Linked DNA regions of Sus scrofa: region 2 is linked to region 1. The links are chromatin contacts, called in public HiChIP or PLAC-seq maps. All regions are on one chromosome and are shown on one strand. Each heading gives the region's core, a stretch centred on a gene start, on an enhancer-like site or on the middle of the called end of the contact. The rest is flanking DNA. Distances are from core to core; before and after follow the strand shown. Region 1 has its middle 85 kb from the start of AHR. Region 2 overlaps AHR (aryl hydrocarbon receptor).

The links. HiChIP or PLAC-seq counts read pairs in DNA pulled down with a chosen protein or histone mark.
Region 2: an H3K27ac HiChIP or PLAC-seq map of alveolar macrophages shows a contact between it and region 1. The contact joins two enhancer-like sites. A contact is called at or near these places in 1 of 5 promoter capture datasets (liver), 12 of 47 Hi-C or Micro-C datasets (alveolar macrophages, blood, embryonic fibroblasts and 6 more) and 1 of 2 datasets of contacts at active chromatin or transcription factors (alveolar macrophages).

What each region holds. Positions count from the first base shown.
Region 1 is chr9:86,425,731-86,428,879 of Sscrofa11.1, reverse strand. No RefSeq gene overlaps it. Among named protein-coding and RNA genes, the nearest start is that of AHR, 85 kb to the left of the region's middle. Within about 2 kb of position 1,634, at least 10 of the 83 cell types and tissues checked have an H3K27ac peak or open chromatin away from gene starts, as enhancers often do. A contact at or near this core is called in alveolar macrophages, where this site is marked.
Region 2 is chr9:86,522,851-86,525,999 of Sscrofa11.1, reverse strand. It overlaps AHR (aryl hydrocarbon receptor), which reads right to left. Exons shown (of 11, transcript NM_001303026.1): 2 at 2,418-2,605. Among named protein-coding and RNA genes, the nearest start is that of AHR, 13 kb to the right of the region's middle. Within about 2 kb of position 1,494, at least 3 of the 83 cell types and tissues checked have an H3K27ac peak or open chromatin away from gene starts, as enhancers often do. A contact at or near this core is called in alveolar macrophages, where this site is marked.

The DNA.
Region 1 (3,149 bases), core at 385-2,884:
GCTTATTAACGATCAACTATCTGGACATGTATAAAATGCATGTCCATATGCTTTCCGTGCAATTAAAATTTGTACCCAGCATTTCTCTCACAATTTTAGATTAATCTCTTCCTCTTTACTCCAATAAAAATGCAGCATTTGCCTTAAGTGGCTTTTGAGATTATTTTATTTTACTTCTTAATTTTTAAGGTATCAAGTGGAAACAATAAAATGAATCAATGCTAAGATTTTAAAATATTAATTAAATTTTTCAGTACTTAACCATTCCAGGATAGCTTGCAGTTCATCTTTGAAAGGCAACATTTTAATTATAAGAAACAAATCTCTAAATTCGAGACACCAAAACAGCCAGAACGGTTGATATTTGGAAAAAAAGGTATTATAATCCACAGCCTATTTTTCAGGTGAACACCCATCTTATTGATCCTTGTAGTGATCAGTTTCAATGGTAGTTAATATCCACCAACAGTTTTATGTACTAACTTATCCCAATCCTCATCACGAAAGAGATTAAAATCTAATTTTAAGGATACAGAAACATTTTTCTTTTTTGGCCAACCCCCGGCATATGTAATTCCCAGGCCAGGGATCAAATCCAAGCCACGGCTGTGGCTGTGCCAGATCCCTAACCCATTGTGCTGGGTCAGGGATCAAACCTGTGTCCCAGTGATCCCAAGAGGCTGCCGATCCTACTATGCCACAACAGGAATTCCCAAAATATATTTTTAAATATATAACTTAGAATTGAGGAAGAAAAAGGACATAAAGCAGAGCCAAGAGTGAGAATGAAACCAAAGGCAAAAATATCTAGTGCTATTTCTTAACATCGTTCATTCATTCATTCATTCACAAATAGAAAGTATCCACCAGTGGTCTGTAATGGAAGGCTACCCAATGACAAAATCCTACTGCTTGGTTACTTCAGATGTCTATCCTGATTGACTGAGGCCTGTGACTTCTGTTAATTCAAATTTTGGCTATTACTCCCTAATGGAGTATAACAGAGAGAAAACAAACATGGAAGCTCCCTCACTGGATTCTAGCCTCTCAGGCAGATAGACTTGTATATAAGCAACTACAACAGAGTATGGCAAAATCCGATATATTATATTAAAGAAACAATATATTTAAACAAACAAACAAAAAAACAATAGCGGAGTATCCCTCGTGGCGTAGTGGTTAACGAATGTGACTAGGAACCATGAAGTTGCAGGTTCCATCCCTGGCCTCGCTCAGTGGGTTAAGGCTCCTGTGCTGCTCTGAGCTGTGGTGTAGGTCACAGACGTGGCTTGGATCCCGCGTTGCTGTGGCTCTGGCATAGGCCGGTGGCTACAGCTCCGACTGAACCCCTAGCCTGGGACCCTCTATATGCCGCAAGTGTGGCCCTAGAAAAGACAAAAAGACAAAACAAAAACAATAGCAAGAGCAGCCAACAATGCATGAGTTAAAGGGATAGGCAGACCCCACATCATGAAGTGCTTCACTACATTTCCACAGCAGTCTGAACTCAACACTTACTGCGTTTTAAAGCAAGAGAACACAATCTATAGAGTTACATATTGGAAAGATCACTCTGACTAAAGCACTGAGCATCTCCTGCTGCCCCCACCTGGTCAAAGTCAGGAGTTGAGACCTTGCTCAGAACTCCTCTGTACACTGAGGCCAGTTCTGCAACGTAGGGGTTAATGCTCTTATCTCTGGAGCTAAACTGCCTGGGTGCAAATCCTGACTCAGAATGAGTAGCTGTCTCACCGTGGACAAGAAATGTATGCTTCCTTTACTTTCAATTTTCTTATCTGTAAAACAGGGTTGAGTCTACTTTATAAGTGCTTGTGAGGAATTAAAGATAACAGAAGTAAATACTACAGGTAAAATACACTTGTATTGGTCTAGAACATATGAATACTCGCTGGGTGATCCATATACAATTTTTCTCACTCTTATGACAACACTTCAAGAGAGAGAGGATTACCACTAGCTTGCCATATTTACCATGTCTCATTATGTCTTTTACAACACCAACTTTTAGTTTTATTTTTTTTTTTATGCAGTTCCTCTCTTTTCTTTCTTGTTCTGATGGCATTCAGTAACCAACAACAATTTTAACTTTTGGCTTTCCTTTTTTTTCCCAACAGCATGAATTTGAAAGTTTCAGTTACTAATGTGTGGTTTAGGTTAACTTCCTAGACTAGTTCTCAACATGTTACATCCTAAGAGATGGGGCCTCTCCTTTCAGGAGATTATTAAGTGTTGTTAGCAACTCCTACGTGTCTAAAGCAATAGAAAGAAGATAAGCTCTGTGCAGTCTTCCATGGAGTATTTCAAGCCACAGAAGTAGAAGAAAGTGCTGCTGAATCTACCCATAGAGTGGCCTCCTCTGACCTGAAGTTTTATGCAACTTTTGCAGAAGGGAAGGAACAACATGACCTGGGTGAGCTAAGACCTGCCAAACTCCCAGTGACAATGAAATGAATATTTCAGCAGACAAAATACAGAGGATATTTGTCTATGAAACTTGGAAAACATTTATGGGAAAGGGACTAGTGAAGCGCCCATATTTTCCTGTATATTTCCGAGGGGAAACCAGAGCTGTGCACAGGTGTCAGCTACTGTGTAAAAAGCTTCAATGGAACCAGAGTGTTTAATGTCAATGTGTTGGACATAAAGATGTTTATAGAGATGTTTTATTAGCAGTGTTTGAGAAACAGAAACCATAATTTTCACGATCCACATTTTCCCTGTGGCAAGTAACACATACATAGTCACTAAATACGTAGAGGAAAATACTTAGAACCTTGAGTTGCCCTAAAGTAGTGCAAACCAATTCATGCTGTACATAGGTTGCTCCCACCCAAGGATGAAATCATAGCATCTTAGAAATCTCTTTAAACTCTGCCTCCAGTACAAAACCAGAGCTTTCTCATTCTGTTTTACTTTCTGTGGTTTCCGGTCCACTGTACCCTGTAGGTTTTCACCTCTTTGACTGGCCCTTTTGGTGTGAAACTTCTCTTACCTTGTTTTTGCTATTCCATTTTTCTCCTTGCCATTATTTCTTAGTTCCCTTTTTCCCCCTTTTTTTGTGGAGGAGGGTCAGCTTAACTCAGAATTGAAGATTAGCTTTATTTCTACACAACTGACCATGACGGGAT
Region 2 (3,149 bases), core at 245-2,744, 97 kb before region 1:
AGGGTATGCCTTTTATGTGTATTTTAAAATAAGTTTTTCAGGTTTTTCTGATGCCGTGATGTACACTAAAGACCAGTAATTCAAATGATCTAAAATTAAAGATAATATAATCAATGAAGGAATGACACAAATAGAGTAATAAGATTCTACTGTCAAATACACTAAACCAGAATAAAAAATAAACTCCCTGATAAAGAGCTAATAAAATACTTAACATGCAAGAACTCCATAATGAGCCCTGCTAAACTACGGCATTCTTTATCAATTAGACTTTGGAATCACTTTTACTCAAGGTATTAAACAGGATACAAAACTAATCATAAAAATATGCATATATAGCTTTTTATATTAAATATAATGGTATACACACACACACACACACACACACACACACACACAGACACCTAAAGAGCAGAAAGTATGTTAGTATTTAAACAGCACTCTCCAAGCAGCCTCAGTTCTGCTCCACTGCCTCTAAACAGGGAACAACATGTACATTTTTTTTTCTTTTTAATATATAATAATTTGGTTTCCCATTATTAAGGAGCAGGAAATGAAAAGGCAAAATGACTTATGTCAATACATCTTTACCATGCCTCCCTGACTTCTAGACTAGAAACCCTTTAAGGGCAGAGGCCGCATCTTACATGTTATGGAAGCACCCTCCCACCCCAAGGTCAAACAGTCAGCACAGCATGTAAATAAATACTGAACATCAGGACTGCATCCCAAGAAGCTGGGAGTGACCTTGAGGTTACGGTCTATGACGGGGGCTCCCAAACTTGACAAAGCATCAGAGTTTGATTTTGTTGGTCTAGGCTGGGCCTAAGATCTGACATTTCTAACAAATGCCTATGGGACATGAATGCTGCTTGTCTGGGGACTACACTTTGAGAATCACAAATCTAGGAAAAAGTCCTTACGATTCTTCTATATAAATGATTCCTAGAAAAGAGAAACAATTGAGATATGGTCAGCAAAAGTCATATAGGAAATCTGGAAACCAGGTTCTAGTTCCAGCTTTATCATAAAAATGACTATATAACTGAAACACACAGACACACACACACACACACACACATACACCGCTGAGCATCACACAACCCACCTCAAAGATGAGGAGTCTGGTATACATGAAAATTGAAAATTTGAAGTATTTTTATAGACAGAATAGAGAAAATTTAAGTGTCTACTATGAATCTCCGAATACATAATTTTCCCTAAAATTATTATCCTCAAATCAGTGTATACTGCCCAGATCACAATGGTTAAATTATAGCTTTTATCCAAAATGAAGAACATACAGCAAGCAAACAAACCAACAAATAAAAAGATGTCCAGACTAAACATAGCAAACCATCCAAACATAAACCCAAAGGGAAATAAGTGTTTTGCAATATTTTAAACACAAACTGCAAACTCAAGTATCTGTAAATGTGTCAAGGGCAGCAGTATCAGCATCATCTGACATCGAGTGAGAAGTGCAAAATCTATGCTACGCTGAAACCGACTAAGTAAGATTTCATCTCATCAGAAGCCCTACGTGATTTGTGAGCATGTTAGACTTGAAGTAGCAGTGGCATAAGCCACTGAGATTTTATTGTCAATGCTTTACTATCTGTTTGTAAAATAACATGATATATTGAAAATACTCAACAGTTCCTAAAAATTATATTTCTGACATATAAACAGACAAAAGGAGAAACAGAATTGTTTTACATGAGAAGACACAATGAAACATCACTGTCAAACAAAAACTTCCATTTATAATATTTTATGACTCTGAAATACCAGGTGATTAGAAGGTAAATATCACTTAATTCAAATCCCTAGCTTTACAGCTGAGTAAACTGAGGTACAGGGAAGCCTAGAGGCTCAAGACAGATAGCTTGTCAGCAGCACAATGGAGACTGAAATCCAATTCTACTGACTCTAATTTCTCCAGTGGGGAAAAAAAAAATTTAAACTACATTTTCCTGGAGCAAAACACAGTTAATATAACACAGTATAAGTATAGATCATTTTGAAAGGATAAATAAAAATGATGTATATATGAAACATGCTGAATGAAACCCAGTAAAATATAGCTTAGTAGTTAAAAGACTTCAAAAAAATGAGTTGGAAAGAGAAGTACTGGAAAAGTGTCACACTTAATTGAGTGTTATGACTGTCAAAAGATGACACTACATGTCACTTAAGTGGCAGCATCTGATAAATCAATCTGGAAAACTGATTTTTAGAAACATTCAAGTTTTGGCTTTGCTATTTAAGTTTTACCATACAGCAACAGGCAAAACCTTTCACATTATGATTTTTTTTTTTTTTTTTTGCAGTTTTCAACAGAGAAACAGAAACAGCCATACTCAACCTAAATATTTTGTAAGTGATTACAGAAAAATTAAACCCTTCTGTCTTACCATCAAAGAAGCTCTTGGCTCTTAGATAACTGACACTGAGCCTAAGAACTGAGAGTTTGTCCAGCTTATTAATAACATCTTGTGGAAAAGGCAACAGGCTGGCCAAGCGGTCCAATTCTGTATTAAGTCGGTCTCTATGCCGCTTTGAAGGATTTGACTTGATTCCTTCAGCTGGGATTGGCTTGACACTGAAAAACAAACAAAGCACCATAAAATGCATTAAAATCTATAAAGCAAAAATTTCTATTGCATTATAAAATCTCCTCGAATATTTTTTTAACAAAACAAACATCTAAAATCTACTTCAAGTTCATATAAATCCTTTCAAAATGCTTCTTGAATACCTTAATTAAGAAAAACAAAGGAATGGGTAAACTCCTTCATGTTTTATTAAAAACTTATGAACCCATCACAGGAAAATGCTGAGTACATCTTATACACCTTATATATTTATTGTATATGATTTCCATGAAAAAATCTACTAGGATTTTCTACCTCTCACAGCCATTGTTACAGGGGAAAAAAGAAAACTGCAAGAAGTTATGTGAAAATTAAGCTTCCTTTGCTATCTTCCACAAGAATCATCTTGGAAAAGTCACTTTTGCTATAAATAGGAGCAACCCTAAATAAAAACTTATCTTCATGATGCTTAGCTTCCAATATTTAATACTTTCATCCTGTCAGTGAAAACATCTCAAACCTGGTCCAGCCCCTCTGCAAGGTCCTCCAGCC